Regions from separate parts of the Mus musculus genome. Here regions 1, 2 and 4 are each linked to region 3. The links are chromatin contacts, called in public promoter capture Hi-C maps. All regions are on one chromosome and are shown on one strand. Each heading gives the region's core, a stretch centred on a gene start, on an enhancer-like site or on the middle of the called end of the contact. The rest is flanking DNA. Distances are from core to core; before and after follow the strand shown. Region 1 has its middle 13 kb from the start of Gm35249. Region 2 holds the start of Fam24a (family with sequence similarity 24, member A). Region 3 holds the start of Gpr26 (G protein-coupled receptor 26). Region 4 holds the start of Lhpp (phospholysine phosphohistidine inorganic pyrophosphate phosphatase).

Region 1 (4,692 bases), core at 1,727-4,226, 590 kb after region 3:
TGGGCCTGACCAGAATGTATGTGAGTGTATGTGTGCCTGTGCATATTGCCTATGTAAAATATTTTCCTTTTTTTCTTCTCTTTTCTTCCTGGTTCATGAAGAGGTAACAAGTCCAAGCCTCTAACATGGCCAGCGAGAGGTTCTTGAGCCAGAGAGAAGGGAGCCCTAACAATTAAGCTTTTTTTTTCTTTTTTCTTTTTGTTTGTTTTAGGCCAATGTCATTAATACCATTGTAGCACTTGCAAACAAAATATTGCCACACAATTTCTTTAAATGGACTAAATTTTTAAAATACATATCATCGCAAAATTCACGTTATGTAAAGAATGTGAGCATAGTTCACCAATTACTGTACACATTATAAAAAACTGACTAACGAACTAAAGTCTCTTCTAAGTCTCATGCAGTCTCTTAACTGTAGCCACCTGTAAAGTCAAAATGAAGAAGCAGCTCACATACTTCCAACATACAATGGCCCAGTATATACACTACCATTCCAAACTGGAGGAAGGGAGCTTAGTGCTAAAAAACGGACCAAAGCCAAGCAGAGCAAACTCCAAACCCTGCATGCTCACGCCCGATGTCACGGTGCTCCTCACAGCTCCGAGTCCTCTCAGTTTTCTTCACTGAAGCGTGCTTCTCTCTCTCAGGCTGGTTCCACACCTGTTTTGCAGCTTTCCTTGGCAGCTTTTTTTCCCTCAACTTTGACATCTCCAACATCTTGGGCTCTCCCAAACAATCCAGGCTTTTCCGAAAGTCCTCTATACCCTCCTTCCACCCTGCTCCCCTACCCACCCACTCCCACTTCTTGGCCTTGATGTTCCACCCCATAATCAGCCACCAAACCCAGACACTATTGCGTAAACCAGCAAGATTTTGCTGAAAGGACCCTGATATAGCTGTCTCTTGTGAGGCTATGCCAGTGCCTGCAAACAAAGAAGTGGATGCTCACAGTCATCTATTGGATGGAACACAGGGCCCCCGATGGAGGAGCTAGAGAAAGTACCCAAGGAGCTGAAGGGGTCTGCAACCCTAAAGGTGGAACAACAATACGAACTAACCAGTACCCCCCAGAGCTCATGTCTCTAGCTGCATATGTAGCAGAAGATGGCCTAGTCGGCCATCATTGGGAAGAGAGGCCCCTTGATCTGGCAAGCTTTTTTTTTCCTAATCCCCTGATGCTAACGGAAGGAGTTTATTACCAGAAGCCATTGGGTTTTGGCCTTTGAATTGCAAAGAGTTGTAGACAGAAGATTGGCAAAGATAAATAAACTTTGGCCTCACTGCTGACTCCATACCCCATCACTGCCTTTCCTTGGGACCCTTTCATGCTGGGCTAGACTCCAGCAAGGCAGGAAGTAGAAGGTGGAACATCTGGGAGGAGGAAGAATTCTGGGATAGAACCAGGCATGGATGATCTGCCCGGAAAGATGTGAGAAGATGAATGCATGGTACCTAAACAATGAAACCAGACTCATGGCAGAATGTACATTAAAATAAATGGATTATCTTAAGTATAATTCTAGTCAGAGAAGAGCCTAGCTTTATGGCCAAGGTATTTGTAAATATATTTTGAGTCTGTGTTGTATTTCCGGGAGCATGGGGCTGGGGAGGGCAACGAGAACTGGACCTAACTTCTACACCTACCCCCATCTCTTAGATACCCACTGAGGCTAAGTTTCCTCCAGAGAGGAAGGCAGAACCTCTCTCCACCTGGAATAGTACCATCACTATGCCAAAAGAACAGTCTCTTGAAGTGAGCTGGGACTCAAACAAGTGAGAGTAAGGGACCATGTCCCCGCCCCACCACACAGCCACACACAGAACCACACAGGGCCACTCGGGCTGGAGACAGGAGTCCTGGGTCACAAGCCTGGGACATAAGAGCTGAATTCCACAGCACAGATGCTGTCAGAGTACCCGCTCCATGGAGGTCAGGCCTCGGCTCCTCTGGTCAGAGCTGACTGCCTTTCACAGCCTGGCTCCTCCTCCAGACTGGCTTTGGGGGCTGCTGCAGAAATGATGTGATCTGATCCTCTTTGAGAGGTAACATACTCTGCCACTCAACCCTCATCAGAAGGAGACCAGGGGGCAGGAGCAGCAGCCCCGAGCAGGACACCTGGGATTAGAACCCAGGCCTCCAGCAGGTTCAACTGAAGCCACGCTCCTCGATGTGTCCTCCGTTCCCTGGAGGAGCCTGCTGCCCCATTTTTTTAAAGGAAGAGATTAAGGCTCCAGAGTTTGCCTGGCATGTCCAAAGCTGATGACCAGTCTCCTCCTGCCTCAGAAGCAACCCTCTCCCATCTCGCTCCTGCCAGGAAGGGAAAGAGCCCCTCCTCAGAACTCCCGCCAGGACTCTTCTCCACGTGCAGGAGTCCATGAGAACTTGAGGAGTGTCCCCTAATGAGAAGTAAAGTCCCTGACACTGACATCAAGGACACAAAAGACTCTGAACAAGCAGACCTCATAAGGCCCCCAGTTTATCAACATTAGATCACATACTTCTATCCAGTCACAGTCTGTTTTGTTCTCACAGGATAAAACCACAGCTTAAAAAAAAAAAAAAAAAAACAAATGCAGAGGTTTACCATTTCTTCCATTCTTCATTTCCTTTAAAGGCTCCTAGGCGTCATAAAATTTCTATTAGATAAATGTGTATGCTTTTCTCTTTGTTAATCATTTTGTTGCAGAGGCCTCAGCCATGACCACAGGGTGGATGAGAAAAGGTATTTCTTTTCTCCTTCAGCGCTCACACACCCAGGGCCTCCCAGTCCTGGCTGTCTAGGTCATCACCATGTAATGGTAGATAGACAGCTGTCGACTGAGCCACATACAGAGGGAGGCCACAGTGAGGTGGCAGAGACAAAGTGCAAGAAAACCAAGTGCAACCAAAGAGCACCTTCCTACCACTCACACCATTAGCCCTAGCCTTCATTTTCCACGCTGCAAGCCCTTTCCATAGGCTTAGGGCGCCCTCTATTCCCTCCTAGAGAATGCACAGGTGATAGTCGCCCCCAGGGAAGTGGCCCGGGCTAGGTTACCAGGTCTTCTGAACGGGGCAAGAGGATGGGCACCGATAAGGTGCACTGGGCGACAAGTGGGTGAACATGATTCACACCCCTTAACCAGTCAAAAGACCGGGGACCCAGAGCACATAAGGGAGAACCCAGACCTGAACAGTCACGGCGCCGCAGAGGGAATTGTTTCTGCATTTTTTTCAACTGTTTTCAAAGTGTGCGTTCAGTCTGCACACTAACAACCAAGTTTTATGAAAGTACAGAAGTCTGCAGCCAAGAAGATTTGCAACCAAGGAACAGCAAAGGACAGCGAGCCCTGGAAGAAAACAGTTTAACACCACCCCTGAAACACCACCCCATCCCCTGCACCCATTGGCTCCTGGTCTCAGTGCTGATTCCCTGGCCTGCGCGCACGCGCGTCGCGGCTGAAACCTGAGCAATGCTTTGCCGGCAGTGCCCCCTGCTGTCCAAATACGTCTTCGGCCTCCTCTACCAGTGCTTAGCTCTAAGTCTGACTCAAGACATCCCTAACTACTCTACAGAACTCGAAGGTCCCTCTCCGCAGAAACGGACCATTTTTCCCCCCGGGAAAACTGACTTCAAAGGAGACTAAGTCATCAAGGGAATCTAAAAACCCAAGATGGGAAGTGGAAATGTCACTGAAGATGGTGGGTGTTTTCTGGCAGGTTCCTCCAAGAAACCTACCAGGGTCTCAGTCTGGCTCCTTTGTGGGTTCATAAGGTGTGTAGGGACCAGCTGGCCGTGGTTCCCATTAACTAAGAGCTCAGACTCATAGGGCATCCGACTCCACTTTAAAAAACAGTGGGCAGCGTGAGCGAAGGAAAGTGGGCCTAATTCGCCTGCTTTCATAAAGAATAGACAAGAGTGAGCTGGCCTGAGGTCAGCCTAGCTCAAAACAAAACTGAAGCTGGCCTCGATATTCATAGTCATCAAGGCACCCGGGCAGGCTCCTTACCACAGCTGTGTGCCCTCATGCTCACAAGTTCTGTCTGGGCCTGTACACTCCAAAAGAACAAACCTGGGGCACACAGACAGGGCTGCCACAGTGTTCTCTAGGAAAAACTTGGGAGTTTATGCACTGTGTGCATACACATCTTGAAGTCAGTTCCATTGTGTTACTATAAAATACAAGGCTTAGAACCCAGGAACCATAAATTAGTAGTTAAGGCAAACCAGATTAGGGGCTGTTATATTAGTAACCCCTCACCTACCACCTGCTAGCCTGGGGGGATCCTACCGTGATCAGCAGGTTTCCAAGTGTGATGTCGCCAGTTTATATGACGAGCTGTCATCTAGGACAAGCTGTCATCTAGGACAAACTGTCAGTGCTTAGGCTGAACCACTTTAACCCAAGTTCTGCTCTTAGGGTTCAGATAATGACACTGTAAAACTACAGCGTTTAGGGCATGCTACTCTGCAAAAAACCTGGGTTCAGTTCCCAGCACACACAGAGGGCAACTCACAATCTCCTGTTACTCCAGGAAGACCCAACACCCTCTATTTGCCTCCTGAAGTACCGACACGCATGTGGTGCATAAACATACGCTCAGGCATACGCACATATACATATAAAATAAAAATAACTTTTCTTAGGATAAGCATGGCTGGTGTCCACCCAAGCACAGGGAGGGTGAAAACCCCTTACCTGCATTAA
Region 2 (4,841 bases), core at 1,074-3,573, 630 kb before region 3:
ATTATAAACACACCTAGAAAGTATGAACTAGCTAAAGTACTCCATCTGGAGGATGCTGGAGGCTCTTCCCAGTGAAGTGGGGGCTGAGATTTGGTTCTCAGCTGTTTGGCTCGTTGCTGCAGACATGGTCCAGGGGCACCCTGAGCCCCTCAGCAAAGACTGGGAGATTTTGTTGTTCTTGTTCCAGAAATTTAAAGAAATCTTTGTCTACTAACCACCTCTAGGCAAATCAGTGTCCACATACGACAAAGGACACAGAGAGTCAGCTGGGGAAAGTCACTAAAGATACCACATAACTCCAACAGGCACAAGAGTCCTGGGGAGACAGAAGACCCTGATCTTCAAAGACCCCACGTTGTACCATTTAAAATATCTGCTTCTCAGGCTGGGAGATGGTGTACATGCTTTCAGTCCCAGTACTGGGGAGGCAGAGGCAGTGTGAGGCCAGCCTCAAACTGCTCTACAGAGTGAGTTCCAGAGTAAATTCCAGGATAGCCAGGGTTACACTAAGAAGTCTTGTCTTGATTAAAAAAATAAAAACAAAAAAAAAACAAAATAAAAAGTAAACAAACAAATAATCTAGTTTTCAAAAATGACTATAAATCATTGAGAAGTAAGGTCTACAAAAAAAAAATAGAACAATCAATCAAAATGCTATTTGAAAAGGCCACGTAAGATTTTGACTGTATTTTGACAAAGATTTAATTTGGCTATTTTAAAATTATGTTCAAAGAAAGCCATGTCTAAAAAATTAAGAGAAAATGTGTTACTATAAAGAATATTTATTTAAAAAAAGGAAACTATAATGAAGAGTCAGGAAAAATTATAGAGTTGGAAACTATAATAAATAACATTAAGCATAATTTAACAGTGAATGTGAGCAGGCAGAAGAAAGAATCCATGAACTGGAAGATGATGGGCTATCTGCGGGTATGAACTGGAAGATGGGCTATCTGTGGGTATGAACTGGAAGATGGGCTATCTGTGGGTATGAACTGGAAGATGGGCTATCTGTGGGTATCCAGAGGAAAGAAAGAAATCAATCCAGGGCTTTCCGTTTGTTCCAATTGTGTGAAGAGCTTGCGTCATTCCCATGCTCACAACAAGAAGCTGAACGAACAGAAAATCAGCAATTCTATAGAAGAATGCTATAGAACTAAAGTCAGGACAGACAGCCACCCCCTAACCCACGCAGACAGATGAACAGCAAGCCAGTTTACCAGCAGCAGAAACCCTCCCAAGAGGCAGCAACAGTAAGAGTCCCAGATAGTCATTATCATATTTCCTGGGGCTAGGGGAAAAGTTTTGAACTCTTGGATATCCAGTCTGAAAGTGGGAAAGATGTATACTCCCTGCTATTGTATGTTAGAGGTTATTGTTTAGAGTTTACAATTACAAGACTGCCTTGAGTCTCAGATATGGTTTTAGATTATTTTAGGTTATATGCATAACTTTAAAATTATACACAGAGAGAAAAACACATACATACACACACAGAGAGAGAGAGAGAGAGGGAGAGAGAGAGAGAGAGAATTCTCTTAACCACATATATCTTTTCCTTCCAGCTGAGATGTGTAATTGGGTGTCAATGTCTAGGTGACAAGTGTAACATCAGACTCAAAACTTGGCTCAGGTAACGTGAACCCTCTGAAAAAGGAACTTTCTCATCAGAGAAATAATCTGTTCCTGAGAAGAAATCTGCATCTGAACAAAGCCTCAGAGGTAAGTATCCTAGTAGGGGGTATGGGACTTTCTCTGAGGTCACCTTCGATTAAAATTAGTAAGTAAAAAGTAAGTAAAGAAAGAAATTAATAAATGGAGCTTAAAAAAATAAGACAAGAAAAAAAAATCATACAATACAAATTTGCCTAAAATAGGTTTCCTCTCTGACTTTGTAGCTGTTCAACCATGAAGGGTGAGCCTCTACCGGTGTCACTGAATGTGTGCTTGAATCTTAATAGTCAACAGCTTCATGTTGTTTCACTGTTCAGTTGAAACACTGCCAATCACGAATGGCTTTAAATGTAAGGATGTTTAAAAACCTTGATCCGCCACTGCCTTTTTAAATAATCGAAAGGCAACTAGCTTTTGATTAGCAGACTCTCAAACGGTAGACTTTAAATGATCCCAAATAGTATTTATAGTTCTTGGAACAAGAAATGTGCTTAGACATGGAATTTGGAATTCTGAGGTGGGGCTGTGGGTTGATGTCACACAGGCTGGTTCGGGGCTGTGACATTCTGGCAGCCCTGGCAGCCCTCAGACCTCCAACAGAGAGGTACATCAGCCTGCATCTTAAGTGACCTAACAGGTATGTCAGCTTAGATCCTGTATCTTAAGTGACCTAACAGGTATGTCAGCTTAGATCCTTCTTTCTCAAGTCACAGGTTTGAGAAACTCAAAGTTTCTGAAACACCCTATTCCAAAACCGGCTTTTTTGTTGTTTTATTTTGAGGTGGTGTGTGTGTGTGTGTGTGTGTGTGTGTGTGTGTGTGTGTGTGTGTGTGTTTAAATAATTATCCTTAATGCTGGACAGATGACTTTGATAAGTATGTTTGTAGTCAGATTGTTTCCTGTCCTTTCTGGGCTTGCTGGTCCCCAGCTTCAGATGTTAGACTAAGAGAAAGATGATGCTGTGGGAGGATTAATAGGGAGAAACTCAGCCTGCTAGAAGACAGGCTGCACCCTAAGAGACTCCTGAGAAAGCTGGGTCGTGGTTTGTGCTAGCCTTTGCCAAGGGGTTTGGCTGGAAGCATTCAGAATCTTTTAAATCCTGACACAGGATTTGTCTGTCTGTTTTCTGGGTTCCCCTCACCCCTCATTAAAAGCACTACTTTCAGAATAGATTTGTACATTCTAAGCAGTTTTGCTCAATAACATTTTGAAGACCATAACGGTCGAACCCAATGTACTTGAGTCACTGTATGCACACTTCAGAAGGCTTGTGTGGGGGTGAGGGCTGGGGCTGGGGGTCCCAGTGCAGGCTTGGTTGTTCTACAAGGGCCTCTCGCTGCCTAATAAATAGATTTTACATTCAAGTCCCTTCTTAACCACAAGTAAACCCTCTTACTCACTTGAGGTCAGCGTGGGCCCGCCTGCAGGGTTCCGTAAGTCATCTTCACTGAAGAAAGTTGGGGAGGGAGGTGGCTAGGTGGCTCTTTGGGACTGAAGCCACTCCAGCTGTCTGGACTTCTTTGGCAGGTGTGAAAGATGTTCGACTTGAGGACGAAGGTTATGATCGGCATCGCTAGCACTCTGCTGATTGCTGCAATCATGCTGATAACGCTTGTGTTCTGTCTTTACCAGAAAATATCCAAGGCCCTGAAGTGAGTCTTGGGAGTCAGAGGGGACAACACTGGGGCCCTCTGCTGGAACAGGGTCACTTCTTATTGCATTGGCCACTTGTCGGGGGAATTCAAGAGCCACTGTCAGGTTTGAGAGTGAAGGCAGGTGGGCACACAAGTTTGAGGGTTCTCCTCCTAGCTTGGGGCTGTGAGCTCCTAAGTTGACTGCTCTCAACCTGGACAGCATGGGTGCCAGCATCACTTGGCTGTCATTTAGACACGGAGTGAACCTTCAGCTACTTCTCAGGGCCCTGGCTGGGCATCCTTTCTACCTCAGCACTGTGGACTGGAGAAGCCAGAGGATGCCCTGGGGATGAGCTGTCTCCTATTCACACAGAGCTTGGCCATAGTGAGCTCTTCTCCACTCACTGGGGAGCTCTCATGTTCCCACAGTGCCAGTGACTTTGGGGAAAGTGACGTGGGGCAAGAGAATAAAGTCCATGGAGGACAGCTGACAGGGATGTAGGTCAGACAAGCGATGGTTTGAAGTTTGGGAGAGAAGTTTTAAGTATGAGAAAAACTGGCTGTCATGATGTCCCTTAAGAGGGACTTAGATTGTAGGGGCCAGAGCTGAGCCCAGCCAACTGCTGTGCCTTCTCTATCATCCCCACACCTCCTGGGCCTGCAGGAGCCCCTGGGGCACAGTTCACTCTCTTTACTTGTGATGGAATCTGGGTTTCACATGCATAGCAATTGTAGGAGAAGAAAAGATGGGAAAGGAGCAGAGAGCTTTAACCCAGGGCTGGTGTCACATGTATGATGGGCTCCAACCCTGGCCTTTCTCACAAAGCCCTCATAATTGTAAGAAGCTCACTGAGAAGGGAAATTCTAAGCTTGTTTTGTGTCTTTTCTTAAGACTCGCAAAGGAGCCTGAATGCTGTATTGATCCATGCAAGGACCCCAATGAGAAGATCATCCGGGCCAAGCCCATTATTGCTGAGACTTGTCGTAACCTCCCGTGTTGTGACGACTGTAGCATCTATAAGGATGTTGGCTCCCTGCCACCTTGCTATTGTGTCACAAATGAGGGACTCTGACATGGCAATGGTGGACACAAAAATCTTCACAAACAGTATTTCCTTCTTAGTAGAATGTTTTATTTTTCAAGTCAATTTCTGTAATGTTTATACTCTTATTTACTATCTAATATGGTATTTATGTACTTTATATAAGCACATAATAATCAAATTACTCCTGTAACTTTAATTGGTGATGGTAATGGTTATGAATGTCCTTTATTCTAAATTTTTTACTCATTCTGAGATTTGAGGCAACTAGCCTGTAATGCTATGTTGCAATGTAAGCAAAGAGGGCATATAGGCAGTTTTAAGGATGGGATATCATTTTGCTAAATTTCTAAAATAATTTAAAAAGTTTTTTAAGGTTAGGTTTAAGACTGAAACTTCCTGTGCCCAAAGAGAAAGCGCATGCCTCTAAGTGAGATGACGTTTTCCATGCTAAGTTCTGCCTGGATTTGTTCCACGCTGCTCCTGTTTT
Region 3 (5,118 bases), core at 1,994-4,493:
CCAGAATATGTACGCCGGGGAGTTCCTGCAAGGATTGACAAAGCATTCCTCTGCCCTGTGTAGTCCTGTTGTTGAGCTTCCCTAGGGAGCACAGTTACAGCATTTTATGAGTCATGTTAATACTGCCATCAACATTCCATCACCACTGACTTCCCTCTGGCTTGAAAGAGCACTCTCTGAAGAGCCACCATGTGGTTCTCTGGAAGGCATACTCAGGACCTTGCAGCCCCTGGCTGAGTGGGCTGGATTCTCAGATTCTCTTCTGGAGGATCATCATAGACTAGTATCAGGTCCCAGACAGAGCTATGGTTGTGACCTCATTATGAGTGTGTAAGGCTATGTTAGACCCGAACTCTGAAGCCTGACCTGGCTAAGGCCAACAAGGCTGGGGACCTGGTTGCCATGGAGATCAGCCCTCCTACAATCCCACTGGGAGCAGAAAATTTTGTTTAAATAAGCAGGAGAAAATGAGCCTTGGTTCCTCAGCAAACTGAGTTATAATATTCTGAATTTCTATTCTGGCATTTTAACCTTTCAATGTTGCCCTTAGGAATTCAGAGAACAAATGATCTTCAATATGCTGAGTGTGTGAGGTGAGGTGGCTGGGGGGAGGGAGGGAGGGAGGGAGGGAGATACACACACACACACACACACACACAGAGAGAGAGAGAAAGAGAGAGAGAGAACACACACACACACACACAGAGAGAGAGAGAGAGAGAGAGAGAGAGAGAGAGAGAACTGAAATACTGATTTCTTACTGTTGGCCCAGTTACCTGGTTATCAACATCATTTGATGCAGAGAAGTCGAGGTTCTTTTAAGTTATAGAACAAAGGCATCTCATTGAAAGGGTGACTGAGGAGCTCTGAAGCTCACAGTAAAAGCCAGCCTGTGGAGCTGGGTATGCTGGCTTCATCCCTCGCCAGTTGTGTCACTTAACGTCTCTGTCTGTTCTCTGCTGTCTTTATCTCCGAAATACCAGCTGTAGTTAACTCTTTCTCTTGTCATTTTTGCAAGAATTAAATCAGATGTGATGTTTGGACAGGTTTTGGCAACTTGTATGCCATGAATTAATGCATTGTAGCCTGTGCTTCCTACAAACACTGGTGGTCCTTTTGTGAGGCCAGAGCATTAGGCCACTGATGGTGGATGTGTCCAGGGCATGGTTAGCATCATCTGTCTAGCCTGACCACTTCTGAGCATCATTTGTAGAGCTAGTAAATGAGGCAAACCTGACTTAGAAACCCCAGGAATCTGAATTTAAACAGCACAGGAAGTCATTCTATAGAACATTATAATGTAAGAATCAAGGATCCACTGGTGTGTCCCAAAACATACTGGTTTACTCCAGAAGCAATCCCTAAACATCCATCTCATCCCAGGGGAGAGGCTTATCAAGACAGTCTGTGGAAGCAGGGAGACACATGGGTGAACAGCCCACATTGTTGTTGTCATCAACCAAGCAAGAGATGAAGATGCACAGCCAACCTGAGTTCTGTAGGCCCCATGAGGAGACCAAGGGCTGAGAAGGATGACAGCATTCTGCTTGCTTTTCTCTTCCCTGAGAGGCAAAACCACTTCCACACAGTATCAACGCAGCTCTAAAAAACAGATAAGGAAGCCAAGACTCGGGGAAGATGGGTGTTTGGCTCAGGGTCTTGTGAGGTCAGTGAGTGATGTGCTGGTAACTGCTTAACCACGGGCTCAGATTGCGGGTGGGGCGGGCTGAGCTGTGACATTTGTTTGTTTCTGTGGTATAAATGCCCTTAGAGTGTCAGGTTTCTATTACCAATGTGCTGCCTCTTAAGGGGGGTTGCAGAAGGGTTCCCAGGCACCCTTGGAAGCTGGTAAGAAGTGGTCCTGTCCTGGGCACTCTTGGGTATATTCATTATAGTGGTGCTTAGCATCTGTCAAGGTGTAGAAGAGAAAGGCCATTGTTCTCTCTGACTTGCAGGTGCTTTAGATTAACCCCCTCCATCCTTGAATCTATGTGAGGGAAGATAATTAGTGTGATGGGGGAGACACAACAGCTCCCTTAGGGAAACTGTCTATATTTGGTTTCTTTCAGACTGAGGTCTGGCTATGTACAGTCATCACTGGCCATCTCACCAGGCTCTGAAATACAGTGTAGGTGGTCACTGGAGGAGGTAGCATCCCATAGAAAGGCAAGAGACTGAGGAAGCTCTGAAAGTTGTCACCTGTCTGTCCACCAAGCACCTTTGAAACTACGGAGTCTGGACTAGGGATAGAAGAGACACAGTTCCCACATGTTTACCTGAGGGGAGGCTGAGACCCTTTATGTCCCAAACTCTGATGATCTGGATCAAACAGAGACATCCGCTATCCTCCCATTCTCTGAACAGTTCATCCACATGCCTAATAAGCTTATACTCGCTGGCTCGCCACACCCAGAATGGACAGGACAGCAGCTGGCCCAGGACACAATGAGTGTCCAGAACCAGCTACACCAGGACTACTTCTGATGACCATGGACAGAGTGTGTTCTTGACTGATGGCATGCCCAAGGGATGTCCCGGTGAGCCTCAAGTGACCTTGCACCATATCTGAGAGTGTAGCTGAATGACTAGAGAGTGAAGAGACGAAGCTCTGGAGACTCAGTGTCCAGCAGTACAGCAACTGCCTGCAGATAGATGAGGGGAGATCTCAGGAGATCTCTGGCCATAATGCAAGACAGAACTGTGAATTCTATCCCAGCTCAGCAGAAGCCTAGCCAAGCTCCCCAGTTCATCTTAGATAACAGCAGCAATCCTAGATGCTGGGCAGCTATGGGGCAGGTGGACTGGGTCAAGGTCTGGTCACCTAGGCAGGGACAAGCAGCACTGGGACATGAGGGTGCCCAGACATTCTTCCCTTTTCCTAGATTTCTTGACTCAGCCTGTCTCCAGCTCATATAGGGGAGGATAGAAAGGAAGGGGAGGAGGGGAGCCACTGGGAGCCAGCCATTCTGCAAGGGAGCCGGTAGGGCTCCTTCCCTCCAAGTGTGTGTGTGTGTGTATGTGTGTGTGTGTGTGTGTGTGTGTGAGAGAGAGAGAGAGAGAGAGAGAGAGAGAGAGAGAGAGAATCGGTGGGATTTCCTTCTCAGAAGCAGCCAGTTTCCTAAGAGAAAAAAGAGAGAAAGGAGAAAGAAAGGGAGGAGAAAATTGGAGGTGGGAGAGACAGAAGGGGGAGGGGGCAGAAAGTGAGAGCACACAGGAGACTGAGCACAGAGGCAGAGAGAGGGAGACAGAGAGAAAGCCACAAAGCAGAAGGGTGTGCGGAGCAGAGCCAGAGCTGAGAGGGACCCAGTAAGGGCGGGTGCAGGCAGACGCAAAGCCAGTGACCACAGGAGACTGCGACCCCGGATTCCAGGGCACTTCAGGAGGTCAGAGGAGCACAGGCCAAGAGGTGGTGCGGGACTGGGAGTGAACACTCGCCTAGGTGATCGCCGGTGAGGTGACCCCAGACTCCGAGTGGTTCCGTGCCCAGGTGCTCGCCTGGGAGGTGGCGCGGGGCTCCGGGAGGCTGCGTGCCTAGGTGCTGGCCCAGGGGGTGGCGCGGGCTTCTGGGTTGGTGGATGCCCTCTGGGTAGCCATGGCGACAAGGGCCAGGGGTCGCTGGGCTGCCGTGTCGCCTAGGGGCTGAGTCGACAGCAGGCTGCGCCATGGCGGCGCGGGGTTGCGGGCCCTGAGCGCCAGCGGCGGGCGCGCACCATGAACTCGTGGGACGCGGGCCTGGCGGGGCTGCTGGTGGGCACTATCGGCGTGTCGCTGCTGTCCAACGGGCTGGTGCTGCTCTGCCTCCTGCACAGCGCTGACATCCGCCGCCAGGCGCCGGCGCTCTTCACTCTCAACCTCACGTGTGGCAACCTGCTGTGTACCGTGGTCAACATGCCACTAACACTGGCCGGCGTCGTGGCACAACGGCAGCCGGCCGGGGACCGCCTGTGCCGCCTGGCCGCCTTCCTCGACACCTTTCTGGCCGCCAACTCCATGCTCAGCATGGCCGCGCTCAGCATCGACCGCTGGGTGGCTGTGGTCTTTCCGCTGAGCTACCGTGCCAAGATGCGCCTCCGAGATGCCGCCTTCATGGTGGCCTACACGTGGCTGCACGCGCTCACCTTCCCGGCCACCGCGCTCGCCCTGTCCTGGCTCGGCTTCCACCAGCTATATGCCTCGTGCACACTGTGCAGCCGGCGGCCGGACGAGCGCCTGCGCTTTGCTGTCTTCACCAGCGCCTTCCATGCGCTCAGCTTCCTGCTCTCCTTCATCGTGCTCTGCTTCACGTACCTCAAGGTGCTCAAGGTGGCCCGCTTCCACTGCAAGCGCATCGACGTGATCACCATGCAGACGCTTGTGCTGTTGGTGGACATACACCCCAGGTGAGTGCCCTGACCCAAGACTCTGAGCACTTGGTATTGAGTTAGGAAGGTCCCAGCATCCCGGGAGATCCCCTTTCTGCATCAATGGCATTAAGCACGGGTGGAATAGCAGATCCTGTTTAAACGGGTGCCTAGAGCTTCACTTTCTGAAACATGGGACTGAAACCCCAGCCAGAACATCTTGTTACCCTTATACTCTGGGCAGTGAACTCTGTTCACTTTTCGAAGCTTGAAAGTGGTTTGGATCTGAGAGGGGTATCTAGAGGATTGGAAAACCCTTAAGAACTCTTCAAATGGTGGGTGTTATTCCTCTGGGTCTTTGCAGTCCTGGGTGTGGTGCCACCTGGATCTCCTCGCATGAGTCCTCATTAAACAGAATCCATAGCACCTTCTCCCAGTGATGAGCTCTGAGGGCCCCAGTTCTTCTTGCCTTCCTAGAAGGTTCAGTCCATCGTTTTCTAGACTTGGAACCTCAAGGTCCCTTAAAGAATTTGTATCTCAGGTTTCTGAAACCAAGCCTGCCCACCACTTCCATTCTGTTGACTTGCTATTTCTTTGGAGAAGAAGGAGGGAGGCAAATGGAAAGATGGACTGGGAACCTCCGTGGTCCTTAGTGTTCCTTAGGGAGAAGAGGAGGAAACTGTCAATCGGGCTGTTCTGAGCTCACCTCATCTTTCCTCTTGAGACTAGGACATCAAGAGGGAGGGTGCTTCTGTGGCCTCTGCCAGTTTATATACAT
Region 4 (5,144 bases), core at 1,974-4,473, 640 kb after region 3:
CTAGGGCACGAGGCAAATCATAATCAGCTGCTGCAGACAGTCTGAAGCAGCCCCACATCCCCACACCCCCACACTTGGGTTGAAATGAAAGCACATTCTTATAATATTTGTTTTTTTTTTAAAGAAACCAAAATTCAATATGAACTTGTGTTGTTGCTCTATCCTCTTACTTTCTGATCTGATAATGTTCCTGCAAACATGGTGAGTGTTCCTAAGACCCACTGGACATTCTTCAAGAAATGTGGGAAGTACCAACCCCACAGGGTGACACAGTAAAAGAAGGGCAAGGATTTCTCATATGCATTATGACAGGAAACAGAGCTGCTGTGATGGGCAGATTAAGTCTATTTTCCACCAAAAGGCTAAAACTACAAAGAAGAGTGGGCTGAGACTTGAGTGTGGTGGAGCCCAACTGAAGATCTAAGAGGATGCTGGCTAGAAGGAGATGCAAACATTTTGAACTGAGAGGAGATAAGAAGAGAAAGGGCCAAGTGATCCAGTTCTAAGATGATTTTGTTATGAAGACAATTAAATCTTGAACTGAAAGAAATAAAGAAAGGAAGGAAGGGAGGGAGGGAGGGAGGGAGGGAGGGAGGGTTGGAGGGAGGGAGAGAGAGAGAGAGAGAGAGAGAGAGAGAGAGAGAGAGAGAAGCTAAAATTCCAGAATTCTCACTACACTAATGTGTTTGCAGGTTCTGGATATCAGGCCTTTCTGCATGTTTTTATGTCTACCTAGAGAGTGACAGTGAGTTGTCCAGGTTCCAGACAGAGCTTGTTGAGAGGACAAAAATCACACAAATGTACTCATCACTGGCATAGGTACCTACCCTTTATCCACCAGGGCATAAAGTCTAAAGTCAGACATTCTTTCAAGTTCCACTTCAGACTGCCTGTCTGCGTATGAGCCACCGAGGCCACCCACAGCCCAGTGTCCCTCCTCTTGGCTGTATCTCTGTCACTCATTGTCACTTGGCATACATTAGCTCAACTGTGTTATATGTTGTCTTATCCTCAGACCATCTTGAGAGCTGAAGGCAAAGATCACATCTTGGGCCAATTTGTACCACACGCGCCCACTGCAAGGGGCAGAGACTTCTGCCAAATTCTTCAGTCTGACCCAGCTCCAACCTAGAAGTCTGGAAAGACCCAGATTCCCATGAAGATTAAACTGGGTGCTGTCCAGTTAGATGCTGAAGGTGAAGTGGCAGACACAGGAAGGCAGTGTTGAAATAATTTGTTTCTTGTGCTTCATTGGAGGCAGAGGCTGTTCTAATGGGATACTAGCATCTTACCAACAGGCAGTGGAAGAGAACTGCCAAAGGAGCAGAGCATCTCTAATGGGAGGTCCAGAAACCTTGGCAATAAAAAATTTTCACTTCCCCAGGAAGCATGCTGGGCTTCCCAGAAGGAGCCATTGACAATGGGCCTTTAGCCAATGATGGCTGTGACTTAGGGAGGTAAAGTCTGGAGCTGAGTCAGCTCCTGGGATACCCAGCTGGAGGAGATAACAAGGCCAGAACTGAGCTGGTTGACAAAATTCCTCAAGGTTTCAGCAATTATAATGAAACTAACTTAGCAACCAATCAAAATTGTACTAATGTCACTGTTTTGCCCCTACCAATCATATTGGAGATTACCTAATCTTTCTGGAAAATTCCCTTAGACCTGCATAAAAGGGGTCTGCAAACCATTTTGACGAACGGTTGGCCCCTGCATGCTGGTAATTTCCGCAGAATAAACCTTCTGCCTTTGCATTACTATTTGAGTCTGGGGTTTTCCTTCAGTGATTATTGGATTTATAGACACATAACTCCTGGTTATGCAGGACTCCAGCCTGATTCTCCAGCCTTCACTTCCTAACCCCCAAATCTGTAAGCTCTTTCTTGCCCGATGTAAGCAAACTTTCTCAAGTTAGAGCAGCTTCTTCAGTCTCTCTGTATAATATTGATCTCTAGCACAGTAAACCCACTCAGGGTAGACATTATACCTTTTATTTCTCTTGCGAGCAGCTCCTCTGGTAAGCTCATCAAAAGAATAATGCACACTTTGTTGAAATGCGTTAAAGTTCTAACATTCTGGGTGCTGGAGAGGTGGCTCAGTGGTTAAGAGCACTGGATGGTCTTTCAGATGGACCAGAGTTCAGTCCCAGCACCCACATCATTAATCATCAGGGTCTATATATAATTCTTGTTTCAGGGATCAACACCCTCTTCTGGCCTCCCGAGACACATAAAATTTGGTGTTTTTTTCTACTCATATTACCATGCTCTTTATTTTTGCAAGGCTGTTGTCTGCATATAACTTTTGAATTTGTGTTTTTCATATAATGTTAGAACAGAAGAGTTTTCCAAGGTAGTTAGCGGGAGTCTCTCTCTCTCTCTCCTTCTCCCTTTCTGTCCCTCTCCCCCCTGTCTTCCCCCTCCCTCCCCCTTCTCTCTCCAATCCCCTTCCCCTCTTTTTGTTTTGTTTTGTTTTTTTGTTTTTTTTGAGACAGGATTTCTCTGTGTAGTCCATGCTGTCCTGGAACTCGCAACAGGCTGACCTCAAACTCTGAGAGCTTCAGCTGCTTCTGCCACCTCCCCTGGCTGATCTTTCTTTCAGCACATTTCTTTCAGCATCTCTGATATGCAACCTGTATCCTCTACATTAATTTTCTTCAGCTTGTCTTGGCATTATCATTTATTTACACCGCAGTCATTCTGTTTGCACACGTTCCTTTAGTGTGTTTCCAAGGAATTGGATGGTGCCATCTAACCGCCTGCAAGATCTCTCCCTCTCTCTTCCATTTTTGAGACAGAACCTCACTACTGAGGCTAGGATGTCTCCAACACTTAAAATTTCATTTATTTAATTAGTATACGTGTGTGTGCATGCACTCGTGGGGAGATCTGGGGACAATGTCAGGAATAGGTTTTCTCCTGCTATTGTATGGGTCCTGGGAATAGAATTAAAGTTAAGTTTTGTGCCAAACACCTTTACCCCCTTGTGGCATCTTGGCTTCACACTCTCAGCCCTGCTGGGGATTACAGGTGAGAGCCATCCCTCCTGGACTGTTTCACTTTTCATTTCAAGTTGTCATGTCCTGACTCTTAGGGGTTTGAACTCCTTCCGCAGGATGCGTTCACTGCTTTTCCTGATAGTCAAGCGTCAGGCTGGTCCACGTGGTTCCCAGTTTGCTCCCGGCCCGCCCGCCGCGGATTACATTTCCCAGGCAACCCCGCGCGGGAGGCGTGGCTGCGGGATAAAAGCAGCGGCGACGCCGAGTTCGGATTTATAGCTGGACACGATGGCCGCATGGGCTGAGCGGCTGACGGGCGTGCGGGGAGTGCTGCTTGACATCTCCGGGGTGCTATGTGATAGCAGCGCAAGCGGTGCAACCGCTATCGCAGGCTCTGTGGAGGCAGTGGCGAGGTTAGTGAGCTCAATGCAGGGGGTTCCCGGCTGTGTCAACTACCGGGGGCGGGGCGTTCGCGCTAGCTCCGCCTTCTCGAGTGCTAGCTCCACCCCTCAGGCTGGCTAGGAACCTTGTCGGGGGAAGGTTGGGTTGGTCCTAGGCATTTATGGGTTGAAGCTGTGTTTTGGAAGCAGTTGGTTAACTTGCAAGTAAAATACAGATTCAAAAAGTGTAGACTATCTCATTAATATTGCAACCTGTTAGGCCGGGGAGATGGCTCCATGGGTAAAGACACTCATTGCCAGTTGTGTGTGACACCTGAGTTCAATTCTTGGGACCCACATGGTAGAATAAGAACGGTGGCTACCGTAAGTTGCCTCTCTCTGCCCTCCATGCATGTCCTCCATCTTAAAAGTAAATAAATGGAAAAGTTACTTTAAAATATTTCTTGATGTTGCTTACACGTTTAAGTGACTATTTTTAATATACTAGGCTAAGTAAACTATTCAAATGATCCACCTGTTTCTCTTAGAAAACTTTAAATCATATACATGGCTAGCCATCTAATTCTCTTGTATTGGTTTTGATTTGAGGAGGACAAGGGGTCTGGCTCATTACACCTTGCCAATGCAGAATGCTGTCAGAGACCACAATTGGCATTAAACCTGGGCTATTTGTCTTTGGTCCGCAGATAGCTTTGTGTAATGTGGATGAGCAGTTGGAGGCTGCTCATTGTTTAGCATTATTCTCTCAATATCACTCTCTGGGGTACCCTGACCTAACTAGCACTATTTACTTATTTGCAGTTAAGTAAGTCCTTTGATCCCGAGAGGCCCTCCCCTACTTATCTGTTTGTGTGTGTGTGTGTGTGCGTGTGTGTGCGTGCGCGCGCGCGTATGGTTGTGGAGAGAGAGAACACTTGAGCAAGAGGGGTGGCACTGATGGTGTAACAAGGACACAGACTATGTTTTGTAGCACAGTGAAAGGGACTGGTATGGGACAGCTAGTCCTAGGAAACACCTAGACCTTCTGGGTGGGTGAAAGTCCAGTTTACATGTCTTTCTGGCTTCTACATTGTCTCCACTAACTCCAGAACTTAAGGCTGGCTTTGTTTCACTGAGCCTTGGATATGAGCAGTTAATTCTGTGGAGGCCCCTCTTAGAGTGTAGCGGGACAGACACTGGACGATGTAAGCAGCCAGGACGTTATGAGGATCTCATTGGAAGGAAGGTAGACCATAGTTTGTGCTCAAATGAATAAACTGAGTCACTCACCATAGATGAGTATACGTGAAGATAGTGCCAAAGCATATAAGCCCCGGGATAGTGCCACCTGTAGGAAGTGACTTCCCACTTTAATTAACAGCTGAAGAGAGTCCACCCACAGACAGGCCCAGATGCTTGTCTTCTGGATGATGCTAGCTCTCATCGAGCTGCCAATTGAGATTACCGGTGTCATACATGTGTATCTACACACACGCACACACACACACACACACACACACATATGAACATGGATACATGTACAAATATGTATAATGAAAATGAGGTTTCTTTTGGCATCTTGCCAAGAAAGCTTTCACATCTATGGCCCAGAATATATAAATCAAAAAAGTCAGCCATTGAGTGAGAATGTGGACAGAAGACAGAAGACTCACCAGGAAAGAGACACTGGTGACCCCCTCAGCGCAGGAAAGATGCTCCACCCGTTGCATTAGAAATGCAAATTCAAACTATACCAATAGGTTCTT

Evidence for each region. Promoter capture Hi-C pulls out the DNA fragments that hold promoters and counts their contacts.
Region 1: a promoter capture Hi-C map of hippocampal neurons shows a contact between it and region 3, with 2.9 times the contacts expected there. The contact joins the enhancer-like site here to the promoter of Gpr26 in region 3. A contact is called at or near these places in 18 of 39 promoter capture datasets (the 3T3-L1 cell line, 3T3-L1-derived adipocytes, the C10 cell line and 12 more), 5 of 484 Hi-C or Micro-C datasets (cerebral cortex, cortical neurons and embryonic stem cells), 4 of 115 datasets of contacts at active chromatin or transcription factors (embryonic basal ganglia, embryonic forebrain, embryonic stem cells and 1 more) and 2 of 9 other capture datasets (embryonic stem cells and liver).
Region 2: a contact with region 3 is called in a promoter capture Hi-C map of stem cell-derived epiblast-like cells, with 3 times the contacts expected there. The contact joins the promoter of Fam24a here to the promoter of Gpr26 in region 3. A contact is called at or near these places in 1 of 39 promoter capture datasets (stem cell-derived epiblast-like cells) and 1 of 9 other capture datasets (adipose tissue).
Region 4: a contact with region 3 is called in a promoter capture Hi-C map of embryonic stem cells, with 3 times the contacts expected there. The contact joins the promoter of Lhpp here to the promoter of Gpr26 in region 3. A contact is called at or near these places in 2 of 39 promoter capture datasets (both in embryonic stem cells).

Annotation. Positions count from the first base shown.
Region 1 is chr7:132,548,500-132,553,191 of GRCm38.p6, forward strand. No RefSeq gene overlaps it. Among named protein-coding and RNA genes, the nearest start is that of Gm35249, 13 kb to the left of the region's middle. Within about 2 kb of position 2,977, at least 239 of the 459 cell types and tissues checked have an H3K27ac peak or open chromatin away from gene starts, as enhancers often do. A contact at or near this core is called in the HPC-7 cell line, cerebral cortex, cortical neurons and 7 more, where this site is marked.
Region 2 is chr7:131,332,299-131,337,139 of GRCm38.p6, forward strand. It overlaps Fam24a (family with sequence similarity 24, member A), which reads left to right and starts at 2,324. Exons shown (of 3, transcript NM_183272.2): 1 at 2,324-2,351; 2 at 3,202-3,326; 3 at 4,201-4,418. The coding sequence starts at 3,211. The coding sequence ends at 4,381.
Region 3 is chr7:131,963,217-131,968,334 of GRCm38.p6, forward strand. It overlaps Gpr26 (G protein-coupled receptor 26), which reads left to right and starts at 3,244. Exons shown (of 3, transcript NM_173410.3): 1 at 3,244-4,379. The coding sequence starts at 3,712. It overlaps Gm34725 (a long non-coding RNA gene), which reads right to left and starts at 521. Exons shown (of 3, transcript XR_378540.1): 1 at 1-521.
Region 4 is chr7:132,607,420-132,612,563 of GRCm38.p6, forward strand. Lhpp (phospholysine phosphohistidine inorganic pyrophosphate phosphatase) reads left to right here and starts at 3,224. Exons shown (of 7, transcript NM_029609.1): 1 at 3,224-3,411. The coding sequence starts at 3,287. It also overlaps the pseudogene Gm46021.